2 separate regions of the Mus musculus genome follow, and region 2 is linked to region 1. Evidence: chromatin contacts called from public Hi-C data. All regions are on one chromosome and are shown on one strand. The core of a region is the stretch at or near the end of the contact, and the rest is flanking DNA. Distances in the headings are between cores, read along the strand shown. Region 1 holds the start of Gm35569 (a long non-coding RNA gene). Region 2 overlaps Acvrl1 (activin A receptor, type II-like 1).

The links. Hi-C and Micro-C count contacts between places; a contact is called where the count stands out from the background.
Region 2: a Hi-C map of the N1E-115 cell line shows a contact between it and region 1, with 4 times the contacts expected there. The contact joins two enhancer-like sites. A contact is called at or near these places in 3 of 39 promoter capture datasets (the C10 cell line and liver), 1 of 484 Hi-C or Micro-C datasets (the N1E-115 cell line) and 5 of 115 datasets of contacts at active chromatin or transcription factors (embryonic basal ganglia, embryonic stem cells and memory CD8 T cells).

What each region holds. Positions count from the first base shown.
Region 1 is chr15:100,833,480-100,841,023 of GRCm38.p6, reverse strand. Gm35569 (a long non-coding RNA gene) reads left to right here and starts at 7,017. Exons shown (of 2, transcript XR_384456.4): 1 at 7,017-7,544. Within about 2 kb of position 2,018, at least 25 of the 459 cell types and tissues checked have an H3K27ac peak or open chromatin away from gene starts, as enhancers often do. A contact at or near this core is called in the N1E-115 cell line, where this site is marked.
Region 2 is chr15:101,143,737-101,150,616 of GRCm38.p6, reverse strand. Acvrl1 (activin A receptor, type II-like 1) reads right to left here. Exons shown (of 11, transcript NM_001277257.1): 11 at 5,281-6,880. Among named protein-coding and RNA genes, the nearest start is that of Acvrl1, 19 kb to the right of the region's middle. Within about 2 kb of position 3,951, at least 296 of the 459 cell types and tissues checked have an H3K27ac peak or open chromatin away from gene starts, as enhancers often do. A contact at or near this core is called in the N1E-115 cell line, where this site is marked.

The sequences.
Region 1 (7,544 bases), core at 769-3,268:
GGCAATTCTCTCCCCACCCCCACCCCGCCCCAAGGCGACTCTTTTTTTTTTCAATTTTTTATTAGATATTTTCTTCATTTACATTTTCAAATGCTATCCAGAAAGTCCCCTATACCCTCCCCCCACCCTGCTCCCCTACCCACCCACTCACACTTCTTCAAGGCAACTCTTATAAAGACAACATTTCATTGGGGCTGGCTTACAGGTTCAGAGGTTCAGTCCATTATCATCAAGGTGGGAACATGGCAGCATCCAGGCAGGCATGGCGCAGGAGGAGCTGAGAGTTCTACATCTTCATTTGAAGGCTGCAAGCAGAATACTAACTTCCAGGCAGCTAAGATGAGGGTCTTAAGCCCACACTTACAGTGCCACATCTACTCCAATAAGGCCACACCTCCAAATAGTGCCACTCCCTGGGTCAAACATATGCAACCATGACACCAAACAAGGACACAGGAGTCACAAGAGGGCTGAGAAACTGTCACCAGCCAGGTGGCCACAGAGATGGATAATTAAATGCTAATTTAGATTGTATCCACAAACTATAAAAACTGCTGGAGTCCAAATAAATTCTAGAGGTGCTCGTTGGTACCACCCATGCTTTCTCAGTTTCAGCAGAACTGTTATGCAAAACACTAAGCAAGATTAGGGGACTCTATCATCTTTATAACCTTTCTGTAAATCCAAAAGTATTCCCCCAAAGTTTGTTAATATATATATTATATTATATATATATATGTTTGGCATGTATGACATTTGGGAACATATAGGACTGTGGTAGCATTGGGGGTGAAATTGTAAAATAATGAAGGAAATTGGCCTTTGGTATGCAGGGTCATTTGTTGGATTTGGTCAACCCCAGAGACTCCCAGCTTTTTTTTTTTTTTTACATTAATTACACTAAAATGCTCTCACACCCTACATTAAGACCAATTTGCTCTGGAAATTTGAACGAGGGGCATTATGATTTTGGTTTGAAAATTGTGTGGCGATGAGTAATATTTTGTTACAATTGGCTACAATTTCCCAGGAGTCCCCATCTCTACCGGGGAATTCTTATGAAGTGGGAAAAAAAAAATCTAACCCACAAACTCTTTAAAATTGAATGAATATTTAGCACTCAATAAAGTTGGCATAATGTTATGTTTTACTGACATTTAATTAAGCACTATCGATTGCATTTTACCAGACCATATTTTTGCATTTGGACCCAGTTAATGTATTTTGGAATCTTTTGAGATGACGGTCCCCAGGGTGAGTGTGAGGTGCCCCTCAGATCCCTCCAGCCCTTAAGTCTCCCCAGACGTGCCCAGTGACGTCAGTAGCTTCAGGAGTTCCTATTGATCAGCCCTCTCTTCCTCTAGTCTTCTTTTTGCTCCCACTGCCTTTTTTTTTTTTTTAATCTTTCTTTGCTACTTAACAGCATTTTCCATAATGTCGTGGTTCTGAGCTCTGGGCTCGGCTAATGCGCCAACACCCCAAGTGGCTAATGACTCAGTGTCCAGGCAACTTGTTTACATCTTTTAATAGATGTGTTTTAAGTGGGCTTCTTCGGAGATGTGACATTTGAATTCAAAGGACTCCCTTCAACGATGTGAATTTTGCACTTAGTTACATCAGACATCTCTAGGCAGGTGCAAATTCCGTTGGGAGTAAATTTTTTTTAAATATCCTTTCCCCCCTGGGAACTCATAAATTAGTAGAGGAGGGGACGTAGGCTGTGCCTCCCTGAAGCAAGGGCAGGCGCCATTACCAGCAGAAAGCAAAAGAAAGGCTGTGCCCATGGCCAAGCCTTCTTGTAGTTGCAGAGGTGGAGTAGGCTTCCTGAAGATGGTGACTTTTAAAGGGGGACCCTAAAGGTTCGGAGGGGCTTCAGAGCCCTCCGGGTTCCTTCTCTTCTGACCAGATGCTGTTCATGAATTACTCCAGCAGAGGGCGGCCGCACAGAGACCGGCTTCTTTAGCCAAGTCTCCTGTGGGTCTCTGGAAGGCTCTGTGTGGACCACATGGCTTACTATGAAGGACAAGAAGTCGCTCTGTGATATTTAAAGTTGCTTGCTCCCAATTTGGACTCCAGGGCTCCACCTTGTGTTTGCCTGGCGCTGGCGATGAATTTGCATTTTCCATCAATTCCGCGTACTTTTAGGGCAGCCTGGTTACCATCTGTCCAGATTCTACCCCCACCCCCGCCCCCTACATTAACTTCTGAAAGAAGCCAATCTTGCAAGTCTAGGCTGTCTGGGCTGGAGAAGGGAGTAGAGGCCCCTGTGGGTTGTCATGGGAACACGATCAGCCCTCCTTTTTAGGAAATTATGAGCCAGAGTCTAGTCTGTTTGATGTTTAAATTATTTCCTGGTGGGCCAGGTGTGGGGACACCAGTCTGTTGGGGAGGTGGAGGCAAGGGCACTTGGAGAACAAGGTCAGGGCTAGAGAGGAGGCTCAGTGGCTAAGAGTGCCTGCTTCATTCTTGCTGAGGACCCAAGTTCAGTATCCACGTCAGTATCCCCTAGCTCTAGGGAGATCTGATGCCCTTTCCTGGACTCCCCAGGCGACCATACTCACACATGGGCACATAATTAAAATTTTAAAATAAACCTTAAAGCAAGCTAACTAAACCAGAGTTCAAGGTCATGCTTGCCTACATTTTAAAAAAAAAATCTGGAGGAGAAATGAGGCAGTGACTATCTCAGGAAATAACCTCAGGAAAACCCTAAAGAGAGGCTAAACGAGCAGGAAAGGGGTAGAGGCTTTGGCAAGGCAGTGGTAGCACAGGCCTTTAATCCCAGCACTCAGGTGAAGTGGAAATTTAAGGGTTCTTTGGGAAATCAGTTGTGTCGGATGGTGTTTTGCTGGGGCAAACATGTGAAGGAGTGTTTTCCTAAAGTGGACACAGGTGACAGACTAAAGCAGACTCGTGAAGGAATGTTTCATTAAAGCAGACACAGGAGAGAGGATGTCCTGCTAAAGCAAGCACATGAAAGGACGCATGATGAAGGATTCTTCATTAACGCTAATGACAAGCATGTATTGGTCTGCCTTACATTGCATAGTTGAGCTGCATTTGTAGGGACTCCACAGAGAGTAACTTCCGTTGGTGTGCTGCAGTTTCTTGCTGCTTCCGCAGACTCTGGATAATTGGCAGAGTGATGTCAGCGGAGACAGACTCACGTGCTGAGGCAAGACCCATGGAGGACACGGGGACGTTTGGAGGATCCACAAGAGTGGACAGACAGTGACCAAGGCTGAGCTAGCTGTGCAATGACTGTGGGTCTTGCGTCTTCAATGAGAGAGGCATAGCTGAGACCTTTTCCTGGCATTCCTCGGTGTCCCTCCTGCTGACTTGTGCTGAGGCTGAGGTCTGGCTATCTCTGCCACTGCTGCTAATTCATGTTTGCTTGTGAGTGGATGGAGCTGCCGCTGCTGACCTGTGAACTGAACTGCTGATTTCCAGACAACACAGACAGGAGTTGCTACAAAGAACCTTTCTAAACAGGTCCACTCCCCCTCCCCCCCCACCTCCTTCACCCCTCCATCTCCTCCACCCACCCTGTATCTTTTCTTTCCCACTACCTCTGGCGGGTGGTGGGCTAAACGGGAGCTTAAAACATTTAAGCACCATCATTAAAAATAGGTTTTGAAAAAAGTCAAGTTATGAGGGAAGTGGGGGGAGAGGCAGGAGGAGGTGCAAGCAGAAAAGACAATTGTGCGCATGCTCAGTCTTTGCCCTTGCAGGCAGTCTGGATGAGGAGGGAGGGAGTTGCTCTCAGATAAACTGATGGTATATGTGGGAGGGTCCTCCCCAGAATCTGGACACAACTTCCTTGAAGTTCTTGGTTTTCTTGAAGTATACTTCACTGACAGCTACACAGGCAGCATGTGTACCCCTAGAGACAGAGAACCCGCACATTTTCTCTAATGTTAGGATGCCTAAAGTAGGTCCTAGCCCAGTCTTCTAAGAAGCTGTTCACATTTGGTGGACGACGAGAATCTGGGACCCCCGACAGGGGTAAAGCTGAGAGCTCAGTCTGGTGGGGACCTGGAGAGAGAGAGAGAGACTGCTCATTGGTCACATGACCAGCGCTACCCAACCAAAATCCACAAGGTTCCAAGCACAGTGCGCATGCTCAGTCCTGGGCACGAGTTCAGTTGCTTCTTCAGCAAGCCATTGCTACCAAGAGCTTTGCAAATCAGTATATCCTTTAAGCCAGTGATTTTCATTAGAGTCTATTCTAAGGCGATAATGTAACACATAGGAAAGAACTTTATGCTAAAAAGTGTCACAATGTTGACAAAAGGCAAAAATTACAGAAGTACCACAGTGGCCAGCCAGGGTGAATTAGTTAAGTGGCAACATAGCCGGTGATAAGATGTTGTGTATGTCCGCAAGAGGGCATGGTCAAGAAACCTCTGAAACGATCGCTCTGTGGTGTGGGCGTGGCGAAAGATTTTTATTATTGGTAAGAGAGAAAATATCCAGCAGCATCTTCAAGAGTCCAGGGCAGAGAGAGACAGAGAGACAGAGAGAGACAGACAGACTAGACAAGGCCAGGGCTATCTTTGAGAGAAGGGAGAAAAGCAGAAGAGCAAGAGGAGAGAAAGAGAGACAGAGAGACAAACAGACAGACAGAATCAGAAACAGAGATAGATAGATGGATAGATAGGTAGATAGATAAAAGAACAGACAGAGAGACAGACAGAGACAGACAGTCAAAGAGACAGAGATAGATGGATGGATGGATTCATAGGTAGGAAGGTAGGTAGATAGATAGATAGATAGATAGATAGATAGATAGATAGATAGATAAAATAGCAAGCATAGTGGGGACAGGCAGAGGGCATAAAGACAGCAGGGACCTGAGGAGAAAGGGCAGATGCACGTGTGGACTTTGAATGTGCAGCAAGTACTTGTGAGCAGAGCCTGAGGGAGGGCACAGACTCTGACGTGTGTGCAGCCACAGGTACACATCAGTGGAGCCAGATGTCCCTTCTGCCAGTGGCAAGGGAGATGACTTCTTTCTGTAGATGGGTTCACAAGTTCCTGAGAAATGCGGCTTTTATCTAACTACCAGGAATTCTCCTACAGTCCCGCTTGAGCTTGAGCTCATTTGTAGACATATGGACAGCCTGAGACCTAGATGGCCTGCCTGAGACCTAACTGTGTAGTCACTAATCAGAATGTTTGTAATAATTTTTGTTTTCAGTGCTGAGAGTCAACCCTGAGGCTCACACACGCTGGCCACAGTATCTTCCACAGTTCTACACGCACAAGCCTGTAATAACTTCCAGTGACTTGACAACTAAAAAGTAATCCCAGTTGTTACCACATTTTTAACATTTTTATTTTATGTGTATGATTGTTTCACATGCATGTTTATGTCTGTGCACCATATGTATGCCTGGTGCCCTCAAAGGCCAGAAATGGGCACAGATCCCCCGGAACAGTGGTAACAGACAGTTGTGAACTACCCAGTGGGTGCTGGGAATTGAACCCAAGTCCTCTCAAAGAACACTTGGTCAGTGCTTTTAACCACTAAGCCAAGTCTCCAGCAACCTCCTAATTATAAAAGATAATAATTATGCAAGGTGTCACATATGATAGATAGCCTGATATGGTTGCTATCTTGCAATGCATATAAATATGAAGACATTAAGTTGGGCCAGGCACGGTGGCACCCATCTTTAATTCCAGAACTCAGAAGGCAGAAGCAGGTGGATCTCTACGAGTTCAAGGCCAGCTGGAACTGCATAGTGAGTTCTGGGACAGTCAGAGCTATACAGTGAGACACTGTCTCTAAACAACAACAAAAGCACCCACAGTAAGTTGCATATCTTACATCTTTGCCTTTTGTCAATTACAAATCATAAGATGTAAAAAGAAAATGCAGGTTCAAATAGCACATACTGAGTGATTTTAATAAGACGGTCTGGAAATGAGTAGAAGAAGTCACATCATGAGGCTACAGATCGCCTTCAGTAGGGTCATGTGCTTTCCTCCTTTCCTCCTCACACACTGGCCTGTTACTGTGATACACAGTCTTCTCAGGTGACTCCTGTGACTCTGTCCTCAGGGGATCTTACTTTGTATACATATGAAACTGTCACGGATAATGTGACAGTTTCAAGGTATGGTTGGGTGTTGGCAGTTCCTCTATGCCCCACCCAACAGCTACCTAGCAACAGCTCTGGTAGCTGCCTGCAGGTGAGAGCCAACCTGGCAGTTTAAGTAGGACTGCTTCTCTCTCTCTCTCTCTCTCTCTCTCTCTCTCTCTCTCTCTCTCTCTCTCCCTCCCTCCCTCCCTCCCTCCCTCCCCTTTCCTCCCCCCCCCTTTCTCTCTCCCTCTCCCTCTGCCTCTATCCCTTTCAGGTCCCTGCTCCATTCCCTGGCTCCCTTCCCCCACAAAAAAACTTCCTTTTGTACTAGGCCTGTGGTGACTCCTCAGGGAAATGCCTTGGCTGGCCCACTGAGGTGCTCCCACTGAGGTGCTCCCTCCCCCAGCATTAGAGCATATTTCACAAAACACAACACAGGGAAAGGCTTTTTGATTTTGTTTTTTTGGAGACAGGGTTTCTCTGTGTAGCCTTGGATGCCCTAGAACTCACTACGTAGACCAGGCTGGCCTTGAATTTGCAGAGATCTGCCTGCTTCTGCCTCCCGAGTGCTGAGATTGAAGGTGTGGGCCATCACATCTGATGTGAGAGAACTGGTGAACATCCAGACATCAGGAGGAGTCTAGAGCAGAGAGAGAGAAAAAAGTAGACTGGACCGGACTGGGGACAAACAGGAGCAGAGCAGTTGGGAGGGAGTGAGAGGGGAAGGGAGGGGGAGGGAGAGAGGAGGGAGGGAGAGGAGGGGAGGGGAGGTAGAGAGAGAGACAGAGAGGGGAGAGAGAGGGAGGGAGAGAGGAGGGAGGGAGAGGAGGGGAGGGGAGGTAGAGAGAGAGACAGAGAGGGGAGAGAGAGGGAGGGAGAGAATAAGAGAGGGAGGGAGAGAGTGGAGAGAGGGGGAGAGGAGGGAGAGTAAGAGAGAGAGACAGACAGACAGACAGACAGACAGAGTATAAAACAGCAGGATTGTAAGGAAGAATGAGTTAGCTGAGGGGCTGGAAACCCACAAACAGAAGGGAGTTTAGGGAGAGAAGGTGAAGTCTGCGTGGTCTCTGGGATGTGCATTGGGTGTGCATGACACTGAGGGATCCTGGAGGTCAGCCTGTGCTTTGTTAATAGGTACCACCTATTGTTAATAGGTACCACCGAAGATGTTTGTCCCTTCCTGCAAAGGTGAGGGAAAATGGCTCCTTTTGTAGAGAGGAACTGGCTTGGAAAGTTCCTGAGGAATACTGGCTTTTATCTAACTGACAATCATTTTCCTCTAGTCCAGGACCACCTTTTGGAATTTGTGGAACTGTAGTTTCCTGTGGCACTAACAGTCAGATTATACAGTACTAGGATTCAACCCAGGGCTCCGTATAAGCCAGGCTCTACCAACTGAACTACATTCACCGCCTCTCTCTTCTTGAAAGGTCTCACTCTGTATCTTAGGTTAGC
Region 2 (6,880 bases), core at 2,702-5,201, 310 kb before region 1:
TCTCCTACTATCTGTGTGAGTGAATGGCCTCTGGCAGGAATTCCACTTCTCAGAACGTATAGATTCGCTGGAAGAGAGCAGACTGATGTTTGTTCTGGTTTACTCGCTAAGCATGATACAAGGCCAGAATTTGGAAATAATCAAAACTTCCAAACAAACGGAGACAAACTATGGAATACTACATTGTACTAAAAATAAAATGAAAGTTATCTACACTATATATAAATCCCTCGAAGATAGATTATTAACTGGGTAGAGTAAGGTACAGGATATTGTGTACCATGTGCTTATTATTTTGAAGGATGTGGAGCAAAAATACACATTCAGATCTACTCGTGCAAATAGAAAGCCGTTCTAGAGGAACAGCAACGTAAGAAACTGATGCCCGTGGTTTCCTTTGGGGACTTGAGAGCCCAGACCAGAGACCAAAGAGCCGCGAGGATGGGGAGCCGACGCCACACCAGCCAAATCTGTTTTAGAACTGGGTACTGACTGTGTACATCTCCCAAAAATAACCCCGGGGCTTAGGCCTCTTGCTCAGTTGTAGAGAGATTGCCTAACATGTCTGAGGCCTCGGGCTTCACTTCAGCACTGCAAAATAAAAGCAACCAATGCTAAGAGAAACAGTGACTTATGCTTTCGCACCGGAAGGAAAAAATAAACCAAACTAAACAAAAAGTATCAGATCTTCTTCGGCTGGAGTCGGTTGTGAGCTCCGGTGTGGGTGCTGGGAACCAACCCTCCTCCTCTGCAAGAGCCGCCAGTGTTCTTAACCAGGCACCTAGATTTCCGCTAGGATTAAAACCCTTTGCTTGGGCTGGAGAGATGGCTCATCAGTTAAGGGCATGGACTGCTCTTCTAAAGGTCTTGAGTTCAATTCCCAGCAACCACATGGTGGCTCACAACCATCTGTAATAGTATCCTATGCCCTCTTCTGGTGTGTCTAAAGACAGCTACTCATATACATAAAATAAATAAAATTTTAAAACAAAAACAAAAAACCACATCAACTCTTTACTCATCCTCCAAGTATCAAAGTCCTATGAGGACTTGTCCCGTGGTAGCCATGACTAGAAATAGTTAAGATTTCAGGAGACAGTCTCCAAACTGTCGTTCTTTTTAAACTTTATTTTTTTAAAAAAGATTTCTTTATTGCACATACACGAGTACACTGTAGCTGTCTTCAGACTCACCATAAGAGATCATCGGATCCCATTACAGATGGTTGAGAGTCACCATGTGGTTGCTGGGAATTGAACTCAGGACCCTGGGAAAAGTAGCCAGTGCTCTTAACCACTAAGCCATCTCTCTAGCCCCTTAAACTTACTTTATTTTTAATTTCTAAAAATTATTATTTTATATGTACGGGTGTTTTGACTGTGTGTATTTCTGTGCACCACGAGTGTACCTGGTGCCTACAGAGACTAGAAAAGAGCACTGGATCCCCTGGAAATAGAAGTCATGTAAGCTGCCATGTGGGTGCTGGGGAGTGAACGTGGGTCCTGAGGCAGAGCAGTCAGTGCTTTTAACCAGTGAGCTGTCTCTCCAGCCCCTTTTATTCTGTTTTACTTGTGGTGCTGAGGATGGAACCCTGGGCTCCGTGTGTGCTAGGCAGGTGTTCAATACAGTGCCACAGGCCCAGGGTACTGACGTTCACTTTAAACTTTGAGCACACAGACCTACCCAGTCTATTTATGTGTGCTTGACGGCTTTGTTAAGGAGTTGCATCTGTGGGGAGACAAAAAAAAAAAAAAAAAAAAAAAAGTCCAACGTCCAACATCAAATCGTGGTACCTTCTGTCCCTGAATAAGGACAATTTGAAGCCCAGAAGCAGGCTGAGCCTCCTCACCCACCTGGTGTAACTGCAGGCAGGGCGCTTAGAAAGCAGCCTCTGTAATCTAAACCCTACTTGTTTGCTTTGCTTCTTATTCTAAGCATCTGCCTGAAGCATTTGTCCTGAAGGATCACAGGTTCCAAATTAGTCAACTGGAAATTAGCGAGACTTCCCATCAGTAACCCCGAGAATAAAATGATGGGGAAAAAAATCTACTAATTAGAGACCAGCCAGCAGCCACTAAAGCACAGCTTTGATCCAGGCCTCTGAGAAAAGGGCAGACAAGATCTCAGATGGAACCCAACCTGTGGGGCAGTACTTTCTGTGCCTCGGCCCTTGCCCCTGGACTTGGGGTTGGGGGGACCCGGCACTCAGTGCTTCCTGCTTCCAAAGCTCCTCTCCCAGGGTTCTGAGAACTATGTAAGACTTCGGGCCAAATAACGGGAGTCTCCAAAATAGGGAGTGGAGGTGGGGGCCTGTTTTCTGCGCAGTTCTGGGAAATGGTTGCGGGGTGGGGGTGGGGGGAAGGGGTGTGTGGCATCAAGCAGGAAGAGGGGTAGCAAAGGCAGACCTAATGCCCGCCATACCCTAGCCTGTCGACTTCCTTTTTCATCTCTTTATCAGTGTTTGTAACTAAGCTTCTTATCAACAGGAAACGCCTGCCTGAAGGGATGAGGCAGGTCCAGGGGAATTGGATGCCAGAGACTGGGAATTCTGGGTAGTGCCTTGCTGCTGATCAGCCTAACTGAGCTGTCTTGGGATTTCCAGAATCCAGACGCATTGCTCTGGCATTCAGCGAAAGCTGTACTGTATACTCCAGCAGGGGCCCCGGGCTTGAGTGTTTACAGGAGGGAGCCCAGAGAAGAAGTCCAGTCCTGAGCCTCAGTGACCAAGGACAAGTCACTATAAAGTGGGAATTCTTTTAATCGCCAGCCTCACTTCTTCTCAGAGGAGAGGCCAAAGACCTGCCAAGGTCGTAAGCAACTCGGTGACAGTCATCCCAACCAGTCCTAGTGAAGGGCACAACTCTAGGTCAGCCAGGTACTCAGCACAGACGTGATGCAGGAGAGTGGTGGACTGCAGGTTAGCGCTGTTCCCCTATTGCAATTATCTGGGGGACAAGCAAGTCAATCTAGGTGGCTCAAGCCCAAGTTATCTATTTATCTGTCTAACCGTCTTCCTCCTCCTCTTCCTCCCTTTCCTCCTCCTCCTTCTCCTGCTTTGAAACTGTCAGAAGTCTGAACACTCAGACAGGCAGTTCTGGTGGCAGAGGAAGGAAGGGAGCTGGGGTACTTGAATCCTTCGTCCTATCTGCCGCTATCAGTTGCCCTTGGGCAACCGCAACCGGCGGAGGGGCTGTTGGTGATGGAGGTGATAATCTAGTATGCCCTGGCTTCTCGCCGCCACTGTGTCTCCCTGGGCAGCCCTCCCCTTCTTGTGTTCCTGCAGCCGGGGATGTAGGTCAATAGGAGTGGGTGGGTGAGAAAGAACAGAGACTCATCCAGACATGACACCCCTCAGGGCAACAGTGGTAACACTTGAACCTGGAAACTGCCTGAAAATAGACAGTGTGTCTATGACATTATGCAAATTGTATGCAAAGTCGAGGAGCCCTCTGTCTCTATTTCTAGCAAACGGAATGTGGTCCTGGTAGAAGCAGCAGCTTGTTTCAAGAGTCGCCCACCCGGAGCGATGACTGCACAGTTACCATCAATCCCAGCCCTGGGACACTGGACTGGGCACACAAACCCCTACCCTATCCCAGAGTAGGCTTCAATGCATGCAGATTTTGCCATCTTTTGGGCTGCCATTTCTTTATTCCGTTTGTATCCCTGACTGACCTCTGAAATCATCTTGTGGCTAAGGATAACCCTGAAATCCTGATCCTCCTGCCTCCACCTCCCAGGTGCTGGGATTGTAGGTATGCCTGGCTACACCTGGCTTTGGGATGCTGATCTTAATGCAAGGGGTAAGCCAGGGGAGGCATTGCTCCTTCCTCACAGGCTAGGGTGAGGTAGGACTGAGAGAGGATGGAGTCTGGGAAGGAAAGGAGCTGTCCATGAAAGCCGGGGTACCAAGAGGCCTTGGCAGAGGAAGGGCTGAGCGTCAGTGTCAAGGCTCAGGCTGCAGGGGCCACCCTCACTCCGTTTTGCATGCCCTACCAACCATACCCTCTCAGGGAGGGATAGAAATGCTTCCTCACTTTTTATATGTAATAAGGAAGTTGGAGGCTGGGGTCACCGCAGGAAATCAGAGCAAAGAGCAGAGAGGCTTGCGATTTCTCTTTCTTTTCCCCCAAGGCAGTAACAGCATGTGCAAGTGGCCAAGAATTTGGGTCCTAGTAACCTCGAAAGATTCTCTTCTAACAGCATGGTGACGGGTCAGTCCTGCCAGATCCTGTCCAGCCCACACGGAACTCTTGCACGGCTGTTTTCCCGCTGCCCTTTTCCCGGTCCTCAACCACACTGTGGTCATTTAGGGGCCTGGCCTGCCAGGCTGTGTGGACTCCAGGGGAAGGAAAGGTGGGAGAATGGGAATGCTATTAGTGTCACCATCCTCTGAGGGCTCCCTTCAGAGTCCTCGGGAAAGGTCTTGTCTGCTGTATGTGCCAGGGAGAGGTCCACGACCCCAGCGCAGAAGGCTGCAGATTTGTGCCCACTTGGGAGGCATGGGGAGCAGACCAAATTGTCAACCGCAGAAGAAACTGGGGCACCCTCCCTGTTTTCCTAAGAAAGGTCCAACACCCTCTTCTTAGAAAGTTTGTATTTCTGGGCTGGATTGAACCAAAAGACTCCTCCCAGCTTCCTTCAGTACGGTCTCCTATTCTCTCTCACCCCTCCAGTGGCACTTTGCTCATAGTTTCTGGGGTGGGGCGGAAGGGGACATGAGGTGTTCTCTGAGATTTCCAGGTAAGGGGAGCTTTTCATTCCGGGGGTGTGGACTAATTGCAGACAAGGGGTGGGGAGCACCTAGGGAGGGAATTAAGAAGGAGCTGAACAGGGAGGGGCGGAGCCGCCTCTGAGTAAGGAAGCACAAAGCTCCTTTGCTAGGTGTGGTTTCCAGGCACAGTCCCTACAGCCCAGAACAGCTGAACGCATGCACGCAAGCACGCACGCTGCGGCAGGGACGGGAAGGAGGGCCCAGGCCTACTGGGAGGAGCCAGCCCGCTGTAGGAAGGGAGCAGGGCAGCCGTGGGCAGCGCATTGGCCAGCAGAGGGCGACGTGGCTGTCATGGATCAGGTTGCTGTCTATCCCGGGTGGGATCTGAAGTTTGAACCTCACTCAGCACGGTTCTAGGTATGGGGGCATTCTAGAGCAAGCCTGTCCCAGGGAAATTTGGTGGTGTGTACTTTGGGATGCTCTACTTCCCATCCCCCTAGGGTTCTCTCTGGACCCCTGCAACTGGACCACTGCGGGGGGGTACTAGCCTGGAAGGCAGCAGAAACTCAGGGGGTCAAACATGGTTTATTGAAGACCTACTACATGCCTGTCACAGGCCAAGTGCTCCCACAAACTGTGTGGTTCCACTCACACACCTGCACTGGGAAGCATTTGAAGATAGTTGTCTCTAGAGGGCCACTCTCCTTGCCACGTTTCCAGTTGTTCAACCCCCCCCCCCCACCTCCACTTAGGATTTCCTGGCCTTGGAGGAGCTACTGTCTTCTGGCTCTGACTGTGGAGTCTGGGGATAAATTTGTTCCCAAGTTCAGTAGAAATAAAATCCTTCAGGCAAGAAAGCGATTCCCTGGCTCCAGTGACGGGAGAACCTTCAGACTTTGCCCCCACTGGTCTGGGGAAAGCCGGACTACTTTCTGTTTTTGTCTCGTTTCACTTCCTGGTTCTCCTTGGTCCTTGCATATTGCTGAAAGACAGGCTTGAGAGAGAGAACAGCGCTGGAGAGCTGGGAGGTCACACTGGAGGAACTCAAGAGGTCGGGGCCTGTGTGGAGCATGATGAACTCTCGCCGTTTCTCCCTTCAGTGGCCAATAGTTTCTAGGCCAGGTCTTCCCAAGATGGAGGCTGACCTTGTCTCTTGCCTGAACCCTGCTTTACCCTTCTTAAGCCTCGCCTACAGTTCACTTCTCTTCAGTCCATCAACCCAGGCTTCAGTTTCACCTGTTCAGTACGTGGGTGAACCCTTCACATTTCTAAATACCAGACTCTCTGTGTTTCTCTAGGCTACGTTCTCCCAAGGCTCACTTTCTGGGGTCTGGCCCAGGGTGTGGGCTTTGGCCAGAGAGTCACAGCCGGGGGTGGGGGTGGGGAGCAGAACCCTGGTTGCTGGAGGCTTCTTGACAGGGGCTAAGTTTCTTTCAGTATTGGAGACCCCAAAGGAAGCCACCCTTGAGCCCTGGGCAGAAGGCCAAGCCGCAGAGGGAGTCAGAAGTTCTTGTACTGCCTGGGTCCTGAGGTGGCTGCTAGCATAGCTTAAGGCAAGAACTGGGGCCTGGAGACTAGCCTAGGGGGCACTTTAGGCCATGCTGGAACCTGGCCGTTATTTACAAACCCCAGCTTGACTCAAGCGACAGCGGACAGGGCATAATAGACAAGACTCAGCTTTCACACAGCCTGAGCTTCAAAGAAAATCAGGCTCTGAGACACCTCAGAGGACATTGAGGCAAAACCTAAGATGGTAAGATGGTGAAGACCTCTCCTATCGAACGGAGCAATGCTGGGTCGATCGCTTCCACCATGATTGACCTTCTCCTCAGAGAGCCCTTGGATTTTGATGACCTAGTGAGTCAGCTGAGATGGTAAGGGGACAGAGGGTGGAAGAGTCAGGTACCGCCTGTCCCAAGAGACTAGCCAGGGGCTCTAATCAGGACAACTAAAAGGCATCATAGAAGCAATAAACACCCACAGAGAGACACTGAGGCTGCTGAGTATCCCTGGCTGAGCCCCGGCAGGTGGAATGTCTGCTGAAGCTGGACAGGGCCCTGTGCCATCCTGGCAGCTCTGACAGTTCAGTAAGGTTGACCAAGGGTAGGGAAGAGTGAAAGCCCAGGATCCGGGCCCGGGATTCCCTGGCTTGGCCACCCTGCCCTG